2 separate regions of the Muntiacus reevesi genome follow, and region 1 is linked to region 2. A link is a contact called in public Hi-C data. All regions are on one chromosome and are shown on one strand. The core of a region is the stretch at or near the end of the contact, and the rest is flanking DNA. Distances in the headings are between cores, read along the strand shown. Region 1 holds the start of NQO2 (N-ribosyldihydronicotinamide:quinone dehydrogenase 2). Region 2 holds the start of PSMG4 (proteasome assembly chaperone 4).

What was found. Hi-C and Micro-C count contacts between places; a contact is called where the count stands out from the background.
Region 1: a Hi-C map of muscle shows a contact between it and region 2, with 15 times the contacts expected there. The contact joins the promoter of NQO2 here to the promoter of PSMG4 in region 2. A contact is called at or near these places in 2 of 3 Hi-C or Micro-C datasets (blood and muscle).

What each region holds. Positions count from the first base shown.
Region 1 is chr20:50,703,815-50,707,326 of mMunRee1.1, reverse strand. It overlaps NQO2 (N-ribosyldihydronicotinamide:quinone dehydrogenase 2), which reads left to right and starts at 1,414. Exons shown (of 7, transcript XM_065913408.1): 1 at 1,414-1,563; 2 at 2,679-2,804. The coding sequence starts at 2,798. The region is part of intron 1 of LOC136151943 (a long non-coding RNA gene); the gene reads right to left.
Region 2 is chr20:50,550,101-50,553,662 of mMunRee1.1, reverse strand. PSMG4 (proteasome assembly chaperone 4) reads left to right here and starts at 2,171. Exons shown (of 3, transcript XM_065913369.1): 1 at 2,171-2,432. The coding sequence starts at 2,259.

The DNA.
Region 1 (3,512 bases), core at 165-2,664, 150 kb before region 2:
CTTTCTTAGTTGCAATCATTTCACGTGACTCAAAGATGATTTGCGGACATCATCTCAGTCTGACAACAAAGAGGGAAGAAAACTTAAACCAGATCTCACCTTTGAGGACATTCTGGTACATTTGGAAATGCCTCTACAACTTTTCCCCCAGCTAAAGGTCATTCTAAAATGACAATGGCCCCAGCGCCTCCCAGGCTCACAAGACAAGGGGCCTGTCCACTGCTGGCACAAGGGCACGGCACGCATAGAGAGGCCGTGTCCTCACCATGAACCCAAGAAAGACAGCAGCCTCGGACAGACCGCCCCAACGCTGATGTGGGAACCGCAGCTGCAGCTGTTTGCATCAGGAAAGTTATGCTCGAAGGGGAACCAGCCTTCGCTCTCTGGGCCCATCCTGAAGGTGAAAGAGTTAGTCGCTCAGTGGTGTCCAACTCTTTGCAACCCCATGGACCTTCAGTCCATGGAATTCTCCAGGTAAGCATACTGGAGTGGGTTGCCATGAACATCTCCAGAGTATCCTCCCGACCCAGGGATCAAACCTGGGTCTCCTGCATTTCAAGCTGATTCTTTACCATCTGAGCCACCAGGAGAGCCCCAAGGGCCATCCCGGGACACCAGAAATCAAGGCAGAGTTTGGGAGGGTCCTCGAGTGAGTCCCAATGGCAGGGGGTCTACAAGTGAGGTGGCGCAGGCCAGAAAGTGCTGGGAAGAGGGGAAAGAGACAATCGGCCCAAAGTGCCCACCAGCAGCCCTCCCCCACACGTCTGCAGGCTCCAGTTCGGTGCCTCTCTGCCCTCCGGGGATCTCCTTGGCCTTGAAGCTGCCGGTGTGCCCTTCACCCCCAGCCTGCCCAATAAGAACGTCGGGCCAGACCACAGAACAACGCCACCGCCGGAACGGTCACACACCGCACATTCCCATCAGCACAAGGTCCCTCTTAGAATCACACCCCCCCACCAGAAACCTGGCAACCGCTAACCTGTTCTCCGCCTCTAGAATCTCATCTCAAGAGTGCTGCCTAAACGTGATCGTTCGGGGGAACCCTCGAGGACTGGCGATTTTCATGCAGCGTGATTCTCTGCAGATTCGCCCCGGCTGCTGGGACCCCGATCGCTCATCCTTTTTACGGCTGAGTGTTCTGACCCTCGGTGGGCCTAGGGGCGGACGCGGCGGCCCCCTTCCCAGAACTGCCATCCCTTCAGCCGCCGCGGCGCGGAGCCCCCGGGCCGGCTCCGAGGGGCCGGGACAGGGCAGGGGCGGGGCGAAGGGCTGTGGGCGGGGCTATGCCGGGCGGTCCGCCGAGCGCGAGGAGAGGTCCAGACAGGTCGGGGGCGGGGCTGCGCTCCGGGGAGAGGCGGGGTGGGCGTGGCCTCGGCGCTCGTGGGCGGGCCGTGGGCGGGCCGTGGGCGGGGCCCCCGCCGAGTCCCAGCGTCCAGCCCCGCGGAGCGCGGCCGCATTGTCCGCTCGCGACGCCTGCGAGTGCGTAGTCCGCGCGGCGGAACGTGGCGTGGACGCCGGGCGTTCAGCCTCGTCCTGCCGCTCCTCTCGGGCGAGTTGGCCGAGGTGAGTGTCCGCGCTCGCTGGGGGCCGCTCCCCAGGGCCAGGGTCTCCGCGGGCTCCCACCCCCGCCTGCCCGAGCTTCCCCCCTGCACGTGCGAGGCCTGGGGCGCAGGTGTGCGCAGGCCCGGCGCTGTCCCCGGCCGCTGCCCTCCGCCCTGGACTCGGCCCGCGCTGACCCCACGCGCGGACGGGGAGCGGGCCGCCTGGGGTCAGCGAGCGGGCGGCGCGGAGACCCGGCCTGGGCCCGCGGGGCTCCGGCTCGGCCTTTGCCCCGGGTGCCAGGACCCGAAACTCTGCTTCTCCAACCTTAGTCCCTGAGGGTCTCAGCCAGAAAATCCAGAAGAGGGACGGGTATTCGGTGTGTGCTTCCTGCGCTGCTGTGTATGGAGCAGGGGGGACGGAGGGAAGACAAGGAGAGGAGCAGTCGAGGAGGATGGAACGAGATAGAGTGCATAAAAGGTGTCAGCCGGGTTGGTGTGGCATGATATATGTAGTTTAACAGCCGCCCGCTTCTGTTTCCTGCCGGCCTGGTAAGAGCGCTCTCTCCACGGAAGGAGACGGCTCTCCCTGCTGTGGAGCAAGGTCAGTAGGGAAGTGCTGGACAAGTGGCCTGCTTCTTGGGCCTCAGTGGCTCATTCCGTACAACTAGCAGACTTGGGCCCCCTGAGGAGTCAGAACTCCAAGGCCTGCAGTGGCCTGGCAGGCGATGTAACTAGGTACCCTGGACCAGGCAGAGCGGTAAGGGGATGCCTCCCCTGCTGTGGTCACTGAAATGAAAGCTTTTCTTCCCAAACCAGAGTGTCTTTGGGCCCTGACCCCGGAGATCTCAGGACCAGATGCTCCCTGAGTCTGCAGCCCATCACTCTCCAGACATGTTCCGGGGGCTTCTGCTAGGCTCAGGATAAAGTCTTCACCCCCGCACTACTGACCCACCCACCCCTTGGACCAAATTCCGCACCACCCAGCTCTGTTGTATCCGCATGTCCGCTCTGTCGGCTCTCTGAGCACCCCAGGCCAGTCCCAACGCTGCCTCGCGCTTGCCGTTCCCCCTGCCTCATCCTGCCCACTGCTGCCCACCGAGTCTGCCTACCTCCCTCAGCATTTGTTTCCTCTTCTAGGTCGTTGGCATCACTGAGAGTGACCGTGCCTGAGAGCTCAGGGCCCCCTGCACCCAGGACTAACAGCACACCCTCCTCCCAACAGGATTCAGAGAGAAAAATACCCATCTTCCTGGGACATGGCAGGTAACTATTAGCTATGGGGGAGTAAAACTTTGTTAAATGAAAAATTTATTAGAAATTGAATACTTTTTTATAAAAACTCCAGACAACACTCCTGTATAAAACTTGTTTATAATGTGGACTGCAACCTGGAATTATCTTGTTTTGTATTTTCTTACTTGTTTTATTGTTCATTTCAGCCCCGACAAAATAGAATGCTTATCTTGTCTTTGCTTTGCCTCCAGCCTCTGGGATGACCCCCTGGGACATAATAGCTGCTCGATCAATAGATACTGAGTGAGCCCCGAGAGTGACCATAGTTAGAAATACCGCATGACACATGCATCCCGCTGTGACGTCTTTTTGTTCAACACTATAACATGAAAATCCTTGCATTTCATAAGATAAAAATTCATGTTATTTTATGCATATGCTGTACATTAGGGCTTCTCAACTGCGGCACTGCTGACGTCTGGGGCCAGAGCGCGCTCTGTCGGGGGGCCTCTCCTGTGCTGTGTCCTGCAGCCTGGCTCTCTGTCTCCCACATCCCAGCAGCGCTCCCTCCGGATGCCACAACCGAGAAATGTCTCCAGATGTTGTGAAACACTCCCTGGGAGGTAGCAGTCTCCCTGGTTTAGAACCATCAGTGTGGCTATTTCATTTGTATCCTGTTTCCTGTTAAGCCCCCAAGTTCCTTTATAACAAATGAGCCTGAGAAGTTAAAACTGTTAA
Region 2 (3,562 bases), core at 922-3,421:
GAAGGAGGTAAGAATGAGGCCACACGAAGGAATGGGTTTGAGTAGAGAGACAAGGTGTTGGGGAAATTGAGCCTGACAACCTCGATTTTCTTTCTAAGTGCAGAAGCTGGGTCATCTGCTGAACTTGGGCTTAGTGGGGTTAGGGCTTGAGGGGAAGAGTCCTCAAGGTAAATGAGAGGGTGCAATCCTGGGGGCCGCAGGGCAGTGTGTTGAGGGGCAGCTGCCGATGGGGTGGCTAGAGGTTGTAAGCCTTGCCTGCTGGGTCATGTGACTTCCCACATGTTGGTTATCTGAGCCCAGTGGGAGGAGCAGAGAAGAGCAGTCTCCCACCTGTGCTGGGGCGGGGCTGGGGAGGAGGTGGGCAACAGAGAGTTAGCTAGTTGCCTTAGGTTCCCAGACAGCTCTTCAGGATTCTTCAGAGAGAAACTCTTGATTTGAAAATGGCGTTTGTCTTCTAAGGGGACTAGGCATTAAGAGGGTATTAGGAGTTAATGTGTGGGTGACATCACCTGCTGTGTCAGTCCAGTTTATTGATTTATTTTTCCATGGATCACACTTGGTATTTTGTTGTGAAATCTTGGTCTGATTAAAGGCCACAGACTTTCTCCTCTGTCTTCTGCAAGTTTGACAGTTTTAGGGTTCCCACTTACGTCTCTGAACCATTTTGACTTCACTTTGTGTATGATGTAGAGTGCAAATTCAAGTTCATTAATAATTAAGGAAATGCCAATTAAAATCACATTGAGATACTCCTTAGGATGGCTAAATGAAAAAGACTGGGAGCATGCAGTGGTACAGTCACTGTGGAAACAGCTTGTCAGGTTCTTAAGAATTTACACATGGTACCACCACTCTGCTCCAGGTCTTTAACTACAGGAAATGAAAGCACATGTTCACACAGAGACTTAGGCATTCACACGTGTTTGCAGCAGCTTGACTGCAATATCCCCAAACTGAAAACCGCCCCAGTGGACACCACTGCGTGAGGGCTAAACACACAGCGATGTGTCCAGCCAGCGGAGCCGTGATCATCAACACAAAGGAAGGAACAACTGACTCATGCAACAACCTGCGTGAATCTCAATATAACTGGGAGGAGAGAAAAGGCAGACAAAAACTTGTACACACTGTACTTTCCATTTACATGAAACTCGAGAAATGCAAACTACTCTGTGACTGAGTGCAGCACAGTGCCTGGGGTGGGGAGGGAGGAAGGGTTCCCCGGCGCTTGAGGAAGTCTCTGGGGGTGATGGACATGTACCCTCTTGACTGTGGTGATGATTTTATGAGTTACACGTGTCACAGCTTCAGTCTGTATACTTTGACCAGTGCAGTTACTGTAGTTTATTTCTTAATAAAGCTGTTAATCTATTATAATATTGACCTGAAAATTATAAATTGAATCATTAATTAGCGAACTGAGCAAACTTATTCACAATACTTACCTTCTTAACTGTCAGTTTAATTTAGACCTATTAGAGATTTAAAAGGCAGAACTGATAGCTCTGTCCTTAAACCCCAGATAGTTGCAACAGAATCTGACAAGAGTGGGCGCTGTGTGCTTTTAGTACAAAGACACTCTCAACACACTGCAGGGTCCCCGTGCCACCTCTGAAGGTCCCAGAGTGACTCAAGTCAAGCTCCCCAGCAGGGCTGACAGCGGCCCCCGTCTCGGAGCGGCAGACGGGGAGACTGAGTCTCAGGGGCTGAACCGTTAGCCGAGGCCCACGCTTGTACAGAGACCAGCTCTGGGGTCTTGGACCAAAGGCGCGCCAGCCCACGCCCCTAACTCAACCCACGCAGCTCTTCTGAGAGCCCCCGACATCACTGCCATTCTCACGGGCCTCCAGCAGGTACGGGGCTGCTGGCAGCAGGAGGGCTTTAGAAAGTGTAACCCCGCTCGCGGGACACAGGCGGCCGCGCTGAGCGCTGTGGCACCGACTAAACAGCGCGGGACCACGCGTCTACACCCGGGAAGGTGCTCCTGCGAGTCTACACTTCGCCCAATGGAGACACCGCCCCGCCCCGCCCCCTCCGGGCCCCGCCCCTCAACGTCCCACCTAGGCTCCGCCTTCCCCGAAAGGCCCGCCCCAGGGCCCGCCCCCTCCGGGCCCCGCCCCGCCCCTCCGGGCCCCGCCCCTCAACTTCCCACTCAGGCCCCGCCCCCCGGAAGGCCCCGCCCGCTCGGCCTCTCGGCGCTTTCCTGCTCGCGGCTGGTAGCGGCGGCGGGCTGACGGGCGCGGACGCGCTCCGGGCGGATGGAGCGGCCGGAGGCCGCCGCGGGCGGGGACGTGTCCCTGCACAACTTCAGCGCGAGGCTGTGGGAGCAGCTCGTTCACTTCCACGTGATGCGGCTGACGGACTCGCTCTTCCTCTGGGTGGGGGCCACGCCGCACCTGCGCAACCTCGCCGTGGCCATGTGCACGCGCTACGTGAGTGGGCGGGGGCGGGGAGGGGGAGGAGGGGATGAGGAGGGGGGCGGGGCGCTGGGGTCCCGGAGGGGCGGGGGAGGGGAGGGGGGAGGGAGGCGATGAGGAGGGGAGCGGGGCGCTGGGGTCCCGGAGGGGCGGGGAGGGGAGGGGGGATGGGGGAGGGAGGGGAGGGGGGATGGGGGAGGGAGGGGAGGGGGGAGGGGGGAGGGAGGGGAGGGGGGAGGGAGGAGGGGATGAGGAGGGGGGCGGGGCGCTGGGGTCCCGGAGGGGCGGGGGAGGGGAGGGGGAGGAGGGGATGAGGAGGGGGGCGGGGCGCTGGGGTCCCGGAGGGGCGGGGGAGGGGACGGGGGAGGGAGGGAGGCGATGAGGAGGGGGGTGGGGCGCTGGGGTCCCGGAGGGGCGGGGGAGGGGAGGGGGGATGGGGGAGGGAGGGGATGAGGAGGGGGGCGGGGCGCTGGGGTCCCGGAGGGGGCGGGGAGGGGAGGGGGCGGGCCGGGTCTGCTCGGGGCTGCGCCGCCCACCCGGGGGTCTCTGTCCGCCGCACGGCTGGTACCCCCCGCCCGGTCTCTGGTTGGAGTGTCGGGGTCCCCGCGGGACCTCTGCTGTCCGCTCTCACCCTCCCTGGGCCGGGGGTGGCGTGTCCCCGCCTTTTTCCTCCCGGTTCCTCGCTGACCGCGTTTGTTTACGTTTCCCTCACGGACCTGTCTCCCGCTCTTTGGCTCTCCAGTCCCATCGGGGGTGTAATTGGTGTCCTATTGGGCTATCCAGACCCGGCCGCACCTCCAGGGCCGCCCCTCCCGCGGAATCCAGCCACTTCTCACCTCCCTCACCTGTCACCTGGGCCCCGCACCATCGCTCCCCAGGCCGAGGTCCGCTTTGCCACCTATGGGGTGTGTCAGAGCCGCTGTATCCAAGGGCCGCAGACTGGGGGGCTGAGAACAGCAGAGAGGGCGGAATTGAGGCATCCACGGGCTGCTTCCTCCCGTCTCCGGGCTTGCGGTGCTGCTGACACCTCGGGGCCCCTTGTCTGGCAGCCTCGTCACCCTAGTCCTGCTCCAGTGTCGCCTCCTCTGTGCATCTCAGTCTGTCCCCTTCTTCCCAAAACACCAGTCCTGTTAGCGGAAGGGTCC